2 separate regions of the Sus scrofa genome follow, and region 1 is linked to region 2. The links are chromatin contacts, called in public HiChIP or PLAC-seq maps. All regions are on one chromosome and are shown on one strand. The core of a region is the stretch at or near the end of the contact, and the rest is flanking DNA. Distances in the headings are between cores, read along the strand shown. Region 1 has its middle 22 kb from the start of B4GALT5. Region 2 has its middle 70 kb from the start of ZNFX1.

Region 1 (4,743 bases), core at 792-3,291, 330 kb after region 2:
GATAAACATCTGCTAAAAGAATAAACGATAAGAATTCCCTTGTGGCTCAGCAGATTGAGGATCTGGTGTTGTCACTGCTGTGGCTCAGGTCACCACTGTGGCTTGGATTTGATCCCTGGCCTGGGAAGTTCTGCATCCCACAGGCATGGCCAGAAAAAAAAAAAAAAAAAAAAAGAATAAATGATACCCTGGCATCCTTGCTCCTTTCATGCCAAGGTAACTGCTGTTGTCGATTTCTCTTTTTCACCCATCTAGACCAGCACCATCCAACAGAATGTTCTGCAGTGAGGGGCGGGTCTATATTTGCACTGTCTAGTATACTAGCCACTAGCCACATGTGGCTATTGAGCACTTGAGTATGGCTGATGTCCCTGAGGAACTGAATTTTTTATTTTATTTTATTTTAATGAACTTACATTTAAATGTAAATAGCAACATGTGGCTAGTGACAACCATAATCAGGCAGCGCTGTCCTGGACATTTTCCCTATGCATTTACGTATGTTCCTGACTCACAGACTGTTTTGCATTTTTATGTTTTACATAAATATTCCCGTCCGTGTGTCCTTCAGCTTCTTGCTTTTTGTCACTGATCATTTTATATATATATATATATTTTTTTTTTTTTGTCTTTTTGTCTTTTTTTAGGGCCGCACCTGCAGCATATGGGGGATCCCAGGCTAGGGGTCTAATTGGAGCTGTAGTCGCTGGCCTACGCCACAGCCACAGCAATGCCAGATCCAAGCCACGTCTGCGACCTACACCACAGCTCATGGCAACACCGGATCCTTAACCCCCTGAGCGAGGCCAGGGATCGAACCTACAACCTCATGGTTCCTAGTCAGATTCGCTTCTGCTGTGCCATGACGGGAACTCCTGATCATTATATTTTGAGTCTTTTCACATCAGGCCACATAGATCTTCCCCTTTCTTTTTAACTGCTGTACAGAAACCCACAGTGCGGATATACTATAATTTGTTTAGCAACTGAGAGGTTTTGTTTAGTTTTCTTTTGCTTTTTTATGGTCGCATCTGCAGCATATGGAAGTTCCCAGGCTGGGGGTCAAATCGGAGCTGCAGCTGCCTGCCTACACCGCAGCCACAGAAACACCAGATCTGAGTCACATCTGCGACCTACACCACAGCTCACAGCAACGCCGGATCCTTAACCCACTAAGCGAGGGCAGGGATTGAACCTGCATCTTCATGGATACTAGTCAGATTCGTTTCTGCTGCACCACAATGGGAACTCCTGAGAGAGAGGTTTTTTGTGTTTTTTTTTTTTGCCATACCTGTGGCATGCAGAAGTTCTCAGGCCAGGGACTGAACCTGAGCCACAGCAGTGACAATGCCGAATCTTTAACTGCTAGGCCACCAAGGAACTCTGAGAGATATTTAAATGGCTTTCAACCTGCCACTGTGAAAAATCATGCCACAGTGAATGTTATTGTCTAATCTCCTTGGGCACAAACAGGAACTTTTCTCTCTAGTGGATATCAATAATAATAGTTACTATTATAATTATAGCGATAATTGTACTAAGCCCTTTGCATGTATTAACTGACTCAGTTCTTATTACAGTCTAATATGGGAGGTTTTATTGTTATCTCCATGCACAGGTATAGAAACTGAGGCACAGAGGGTTCAGTAATTTGCCCAAAATCACATAGCCGGTTAGTGGCAGAGCCAGAATTTGAACTCAGGCAGTTGCCTCCAGGGCTGTGTGTTCCATTTCAGTTTTCCAAGCGCCTGCCAAAATAATCCCACAGAGGGTAGAGGGGGCTCTACCATGGTCCATACAGACAGGGCCCTTCACCTGCAGGGCCGAGCTGCCACCTCAGGGATCTCTTTTCAGGGCCGAGAGCCTGGGCTTTTCTGTCTCGGGTAAGACACGCATCCCTGAAAATGTTGGGACTGGGCCAAGCTGCCATTTGGGTCTATCTAGGAAGCAATAAATACCTGCTGACACACCCTGCGTCTTGTCTCCTCCCCTTATAGGTCCCAGGTCTTCCTCCCTGACCGGCAGTGAGCTCAGAGTGGTATCAAGATGACAGTAAGAGAGGGAGAGTGAGAGCAGCAGGCGGACTTACGCAACCCGGTGGAAAGTGATACAGGCGGACTTGCTGACTGGAAACAAACAGAAAAGGAGCCAGGCAGAGCTTCCTGGAATCCAGGTCTAGGGGCTGCCAAAAAACGAGGCTCTTCTCTTCGGAACAATTGAATGTCACTGGGGTAACTGAACACTGCTGGCGAGAGAGGCCTCCTGCCCACAGCCTCACAGAGCAGCCTGTGTGAGCGAGGCCGGGCTCCAGAGGAAAAAAGGGCCTGGCGAGGTGCCCCGTGGGGCCATCTGAGGAGACACTGCCGTCCCTCATGCTGGACCAGCTTCAGCTGTAACTGGGCCGACAGGCCATAGGCTAGGGGATCCCCAGAGCGAGCCTCAAGCACAGCTAACGAGCACAGCTCTAGCCCAGTGGTCAGGCCCTGAACTCGGGAGGCAGGATGCTTGGGTTCCAAGATGAGCTTTTCCTGCTGCATAACCCTGGGCATAACCCTCTCATTCTTCTCCTTAAAAGAAAGGGTAGTGAAATGGGATGGTAGATCAAAATGTGATTCGTACAAAGGAGATAAAAATGTTATGACTCAAATAAGATACATTTAGTCACATTTACTTTCATGGTGATAGTTCTAGGCATGGTCTGTTTTAACTCATTTCATCTTTTTTGAGAATGCTCTGTAGTGAGGACAATTATTATACCCATTTTACAGAAAAGAAAAGTGAAGCCCTTAGGTGTCAAGTAAATTGACTAAGAGTGTATGCTTAGTAAACAGCAGAGTCAGGATTTGAACTCAAGAGAATCTGATTCCAGAGCCTATGACCTTAACCACTACCCTGTAATATATATAATTACAGCTTTTCTTTGCACTATTTTTTATATCATACTTGATTGGATCCCTGCTTGGGAACATTTAAGTTGTCTCCAGTTTTAACTCTCCATGTTGTCAAGCACATCTTCAGTTCTTAAAAATAAATCTTTGGGTGTTCCCATTGCAGCTCAGTGGCAATGAACCCGACGAGTATCCATGAGCACTCAGGTTTGATCGCTGGCCCCACTCAGTGGATTAAGGATCTGTCCTTGCCGTGAGCTGTGGTGTAGCTCACAGACATGGCTTGGATATGGCATTGCTATGGCTGTGGCTGTGGCTGTGGCCAGCAGCTGCAGCTCCAGTTCGACCCCTAGCCTGGGAATTTCCATATGTCACAGGTAAGGCCCTAAAAAGCAAAAAAAAAAAAAAAAAAAAAAAAGAAAGAAAGAAAGAAAGAAAAAAACGAACAAAAAAAAATAGAAATGTTGACAAATTCAGTTATTAAAGGGTTGGAAGGGATCTGGGACTCAGCATTTTGGAGCTTGAGGGACATTTAGAAATTCTCCTGCCTGCTTTCCTGCCACTGAGCAGCTCAGCCAGCCCAGCCTGGTGTTTCAGAGAATTTTCAGGAAACTTGCACCAGCTGTACCCCCTTGAAGTTTTTTTTGAATGTCTACTTCAAATGCATTAGGCTTCCTCCTCTTCAAAGACTGTACAAAATGCTGCTGGCAGGCTGACGGACCTCAAGGTGGTTTTGTCATCTGCTTTACAAGTTAGGAATCGGGATTTTTTTTTTTTCAAGGTCACGTAGTTAATTAGTGACAGGGTGGGAGTTGCCAAGGATTCTTCTGCCTGCTCCCATGCGCAGGGTTCGGCTCCTTCATGCTCCTGGTTGGCCAAGGTTCCTTATATCCTCCAAGGGGACTCCCTGGTTCTCAGAGTTAGTTCTGGGAGATTCCTTGAAAAAAATGATCTTGACGTCCACAGTCTACGTGTTTGGGGATTGCTGCGTTCTATAGTCCTCTCCTGGAGATTTACAGAGCATGTTAGCAGATTAAAGCCTCTGGAAAGTCCTACAGTAAAGGAAACAAACAAAAAAATTCCCTCCAACAGAAGCTCTAGAGTCGGTCGGCCTGGGTCCAAATCCTCACTCTTTCACGTCCTAGCTGGGTGGTCTGGGCGATGCACATAACCGCTCTGACCCTGTTTCTTCATCTGTAAAATGAGGATATTAAAAGCATTCACATCACAGCTGTCATGAGAACTGACAGCACAAATCTACAATCCCTTATCAGAAATCAGTGTTTCAAAACTTAGAAATGTTCCCATTTCAGAGTAGTAAAGTGGTTTATAAGCCATATATTTTATAGCATCTTACAATCAAAAACATTGATATGAAACACATGAATATTCACACTAAGTGGGTTCAACAAGCCTAGACATGGCCTCAGATCAGGTCAGGGTTTGTTCCCAGATGAGCTTTGACACTAGACTTCGGGCTGGTTTTCAGGGTTTTTTAAAATTTTTTAAAAAATGATTTTTATTTTTTCCATTATAGTTGGTTTACAGTGTTGGTTGTCATAGCTTTTTATTTTTTTAATTTTTTTTGTCTTTTTGTCTTTTTTTAGGGCCGCACCCACGGCATATGGAAGTTCCCAGGCTAGGGGTCGAATTGGAGCTGTAGCTGCTGGCCTGCACCACAGCCACAGCAACCCCAGATCCCAGCCACCTCTGTGACCTACGCCACAGCTCACGGCAACGCCTGATCCTTAACCCACTGAACGAGGCCAGGGATCAAACTCAATACCTCATGGTTACTAGTCAGGTTCATAACCACTGAATAATAACGGGAACTCCTGATCATTTTCTTTAACTT
Region 2 (5,446 bases), core at 508-3,007:
ATGGTAGCAATTCCCAGCGGAGCTGCTCCAGGCTGAGCTCTCGGACACCGGCTTGGAGGAGCGAATGCCTCTGGGTTTAGCTGAGATGATTCCCGGTTTGGGAGAGGCTCCTGGATGCAAGGACTGTGCTGTTCCCTGACTTAAACCCCTCTGTGGCTGCCCACTGCTCTCTGAGTAATCCTGCTTGACCAAGTCCTATAAGTTGGGTCCCTGCTGATGCCTGCCACCTCCTATCTCCTACCCTTCCCCTCACTCATCCCTCTGCAGCCACGCTGGCCTCCTAAGCGTGTTCCTACCTCAGTGCCTTTGCACTTGCTATGCCTTCTGCCAGAAGAGCTCTCCCAGCTCTTCTGGTGACTTGCTCTGCCTGTCGGCCAGATCTTATCTCACAGTCACCACCTCTGGGGGGGTCTTCCCTGACTGCCTGTCTGGAGTGATACTCCCCAGTCAGCCTATATCACCACCTGTTCATTTTCTGCATAGCGCTGAGCAGTACATGTATCTTCTTGTTTACTAGTGTGTTTTTTCCACAATTAAAAAAAAAATTGGAGCAAAAAAGAACCTGCAGCTTCTGTCTTTCTCCGGGATCACTCACTTTGGGGGAAGCCCTCAGCCATGTCGTGAGGACACTCAAAAAATGCTGTGGAGAGATTCATGTGGGGAAAAAAACCAATGCCTCCTGCCAATAGCCCCACACACCTACCTGCCAGCTGCATGGGGGAGCCATCTAGGAAGAGGGTCCCCCAGCCCCAGTTTGGCCTTCGGAGGACTATGGCCCTGGCCAATATTTTGACTGCAGCCTCATGGGAGAGTCTGTTCTAGAACCAGGCAGCTAAATGACTCCCAAATCCCTAAGCCGCAGAAACTGGGTGAGATAATAAATGCTGTTCTAAGCTGCTAAGTGTTGGGGCAATTTGTTATGCAGCAACAAGTGACTCATACAGTTCCTCATCTGTAAAATAAGGATGATGCTAATTTCGCAGAATTGTTGTTGATGCTCGTTTTATAATACCCATGACGATAATTTCATAAGTTGACTTTTATAGAGTTGTGGCCAAGAATTAATTAGCAAGAGCATGTGAAGTGCTCACAAAAGTGCCTGGCCCACACAAATGGTCAGGAAGTGTTAACCTAGTATGAGTTTATGTTCTCTGAGATTTCTGGCATGAGGAGCTTGGCCTGGATGATAAATCTCCCTAGGCAGCATTTGAACTCAGATGCTTCGGACCCCGATGTTTCCCTTCTGAACCACTAGACTGAGCTGCAGCTTTAAATCCCTCCCAGACCCCAAAGCCCATCTTCTCCTTTGGCAATTTCCTGCTTATTAGTACAGGGTTAATTCCCAGCATATCTGATACCCGATCAGTTGTTCCCTCCTTTCCCATCGGCACAGGGTCAAACCCCTGCTCCCTTGGGAAACCAGAGAGTAGAGTCCCTTAGAGGTTTTGTTTTTCTGATTTCAACATCCTCTCCCAGACTCTCTCCTTTAACATCCAGGACTGATGATAAGAACACACCCACATATCCAGAAAAGCACAAAAATGCCCAGGCTTAGCTCCCTATAATGGCTCATCAGAGGCCATTTAATTAGCCTCAAACCTTTGCAGCCCAGGACCTCCAGACATGCCGCCAGCTGGCTCTTTACAAACAGCTTTGCTAATATTTGCTGTGGGGACATGTGGCCATCAGGAGGGGCATGTCCCCAGACAGGCGATGAGCTCAGGACATGGGCATTGCCACACCTGCTCTTCTCCCTGAGGACGGGGGAAGCAGCTGTGCAACTGCTGACAACACAGTGTCTGTTGAACTTGGGTCTTGTGTGTGTACTTGTGTGAGGGCAGAAGGGCAGATGGGGGCCAGACCAAGGCCAATGGGGCCCTGGAGGGAGGGACAAGGATGTTTGCACCTGCAATGTGGCAGTGGCTGCTGGACCTGCTTTCCATCATGCTGTTTCCTCTTCGATCCTGTGTTGCTGTGGCTGTGGTGTAGACCAGCAGCTGAAGCTCTGATTTAACCCCTAGCCCGGGAAATTCCATATGCCTCAGGTAGAGCCCTAAAAAACAAAATAAATAAACAAATATTTTAAAAAATATTTAAGTGCTAGTTGTGACTGATGAAATAGATTTCTATCTCCCCTAATGTAGGGATTTGTAACCTAGCTCTGCGAATTTGGATGGGGCAAAACTCTTTAGCTTTATTTTCACTGACCTCTAGCTGAAATGCAGCACTTCCTTCAGTTATGAATATAGGCAACAAATCTTAGTAGTATTAACAGTATTTGTGACATTGCCACTGAAAAACACCATGGATTATTTTGCATCCCATTATAGCTGTTGCAGATGCCTTGAAACAGTTTTTAAGTGCTCACTGCCTTAAAATTATGGTAGTTATTAGAATAGAATCCAACTCTCTACTCATACAATTCTGCCTCAGTCACCTCATCCGATTCTTGGCCCTGAGGCAATTAATGTATTCACTGTTGCTGCAGTGAATTAGCCATATTCTGCAGTTAGAGACACGGAGGCACAGAAGCTGAGACCTCCCTGATGACATGTAACCGCCAAGTAGAGGAGTCAGGATTTTGAACCCAGGCAGTCTGGCTCCAACCTTCACAAATCCTGCACTGCTGGTGACTTTTTCTTTCAACGCTTTAAATATTTCATTCCACTCTCTCCTCATTTGCATGGTTTCTGAGAAGGTGGATGTAATTCTTATCCTTGTTCCTCACTGGGTGAAGTGCTTTTTCCTTGGGCTTCTTTCAGGACTTCTTATTGATGATTCTCTACAGTTTGAAAATGACTCACCTGGGTGAAGTTTTGTTTGTCTGGGTTTTTTAGTTGTGGTATTTTTGTATTTACCCTACTTTGTGCTTCCTGGATCTGTGGTTTGGTGTCTGACGTTAATTTGTGGAAATTCTCAGTCATTATTTTTTCAAATATTTCTTTTGTTCCTTTCTCTCTTTCTCCTTTCTCAGGTGTTTCCATTATACATATGTTAAACCTTTTGTGGTTGCCCCATGGATCCTTGTATATTCTGTTTTTTTTTTTTCCCCCAGTCTTTGTTCTCTTTGCTTTTCAGCTTTTGAATTTCCACTCTGCTGGAGGGAGAAATTCACATTCTGTTGGAGGGATTAAACAGTAAACAAAATCAATAAAACAGAGTATGTCAGAAGGTGGTAACTTGTGGAGAACAATAAAGCAGAGAAGGGGATGGACTCTGAGGTGTGTGTCTGTGTGGAGGGATGTGGGGGAGGGTGTTACTATTAATAGGGAGAGAACCATGTGACCATCCTACAGAAGCTCTTCCAAGTCCAGGGGGGAGCCAGAGCAAAGGCCCTGGGGTGGAGTGTGCTTGGTGTGTTGGAAAACTGACCAGTGGTTAATGTGTCCGATAGGGAGTGAAGGAGGTAAAGAGTAATAGAAAGGTGGTCAGAGAGGGTGCAGGGATCTGGGAGGGGCCCAGAAAGGAGCAGTGTCATTTGATGAGCCCACAGTGGGCACGTCTGAGGAATAACAAGGAGGAATGTGACGATGGAGCATAGCGCCCTCCAGAAGAGCAGGAGGAGGTGGAACCAGAGAGGCAGGCAGGGGCCAGGGGCTGTATGGCCTTGTAGACAATGCCAAGGAAAACCCTGGATTTTATTCAAAAGGTGATGGGAAGCCTTTGGAGGGTTTTGCTGGTAAAGTGACATGATTGAACTGACAGTTTGACAGGATCCCTCTGGCTGCTGTGTTGAGAAGAGCCTGAACGGGATCAAGAGTGGAAGCAGAGAGCCTGCTGTGATCATTCGGCAACAGACAGTGATGGCATGGCCCAGAGCTGTGGCTCAGAGGGGTGAGAAGGGCAGATTCCAGATCTATTTTGAAGGCAGAGCCCACAGGAGCCGTTGACAGGCCATTCGTTTCAGCAGTGTTTGTTACAGCAAAAGTTTGGCAGCAACTTGCATGTCCAGCTGTAGGAGACTAGAAATTACTGTGTACAACAGAGCAGGTCACAGGCTCATAAGAGGGTCAGGAAGCTCTTCAGCACATATACCTGCGGGGGTGTGGGGCTGTTTGCCAAGACTGTCTATGGAACGATAGATGAGAAGCTGGTAGCAGTAATTGCCTCTGAGGACAGGAGGCCTGGAGTCTAGAGGTGGGAGGGTAATTTCACTTTTCACTATACTTTTCGGATTTTGAATTTTTTACCACTTCCAGTGAGTCTCAACTGGAGGTGATGTCCCTCGGGGGACATCTGGTAATGTCTAGAGTCATTTTTGGTTGTCCCAACCGGGGAGAGGGTGCTCTTGGAATTTTGAAGGCAGAGGCCAGGGATGCCGTTAAATACCCTACGGTGCACAGAGCAGACTACCGTAACAAAGAATGATGCAGCCCAAACGTCAATAGTGCTGAGGTTGAGAAACCCCAATCTATGGACAAAATTAAAGTTCTGTTTTGTGTGTGTGTGTGTGTGGCATTCCCATGATGGCTCAGTGGAAACAAATCTGAATGGGATCCATGAGGATGCAGGTTCGATCCCTGGCCTCACTCAGTGGGTTAAGGTCGAAGATGCGGCTCAGATCTGGCGTTACTGTGGCTGTGGCGTAGGCCAGCAGCTACAGCTTCAGTTGGACCCCCAGCCTGGGAACCTCCGTATGCTGTGGATGTAGCCCTAAAAAGACAAAAAAAAAAAAAAGTTCTGTCTTTTTCAGGTCAGTCTTTTACTCTGAGATTTTATTTTGCGGTGAGATTTGAAATAGCCTCTGTTTTACTAGGAAACAGTGATAGTACATAGTAGTTACTTTTCAGCATCATTACTTGGTAAAATAAAATGCCAGCAAGGCTTCTATACTTCCCCAAACTGAATTGGTAATTCTAAAGTTGGAAACTACTCTTTCCAGTAAATGGGATTTGGAATGTAGTGGTTTTAAAATATGTCCACCAAGTCTTTGATACTTGTCTCTTTGTGAGGTGCAATTCCTCGAGTGTGAGCTAATAAATAAAATTTTCTAGAAGTGATGCTCTCCAATACTAGGTCACAAAAGGCATTGTGTTTCCTTCTTGCCTTCTCTCCCTTGGATCACTCTGGGGGAAGCCAGCTGTCATGCTGTAAGAATATTCAAGAAGTCCTGTGGAGCAGTCCACACGGTGAGGAACTGAGGCCTCCTGCCAACAGCCAGCAGGAACCTGAGGCCCCCTGAGCCATGCTGGAGTCTGATCTTCCAGCTTCAGTCAAGCCTTCAGATGACTGCAGCTGATGTCTTCATTGCGGCCTCATGAGAGACCCTCCCTCCCTCCATTCCAAGCCAGAATTACTCAGCTAAAGACCCTCCTGAATACCTGCCCCACAAAACTATGAGATAATACATATTTCAATCTGCTAAGTTTGGGGCGTAATTTATTACACAGCAAGAGCTGCTTAGTATGGAAATCATCAAGCCCTGTCAATCAAGGTGGAGATCGCA

What was found. HiChIP or PLAC-seq counts read pairs in DNA pulled down with a chosen protein or histone mark.
Region 1: a contact with region 2 is called in an H3K27ac HiChIP or PLAC-seq map of skeletal muscle. The contact joins two enhancer-like sites. A contact is called at or near these places in 1 of 47 Hi-C or Micro-C datasets (skeletal muscle) and 1 of 2 datasets of contacts at active chromatin or transcription factors (skeletal muscle).

The regions. Positions count from the first base shown.
Region 1 is chr17:51,354,255-51,358,997 of Sscrofa11.1, forward strand. No RefSeq gene overlaps it. Among named protein-coding and RNA genes, the nearest start is that of B4GALT5, 22 kb to the left of the region's middle. Within about 2 kb of position 2,042, at least 40 of the 83 cell types and tissues checked have an H3K27ac peak or open chromatin away from gene starts, as enhancers often do. A contact at or near this core is called in skeletal muscle, where this site is marked.
Region 2 is chr17:51,025,819-51,031,264 of Sscrofa11.1, forward strand. No RefSeq gene overlaps it. Among named protein-coding and RNA genes, the nearest start is that of ZNFX1, 70 kb to the left of the region's middle. Within about 2 kb of position 1,758, at least 4 of the 83 cell types and tissues checked have an H3K27ac peak or open chromatin away from gene starts, as enhancers often do. A contact at or near this core is called in skeletal muscle, where this site is marked.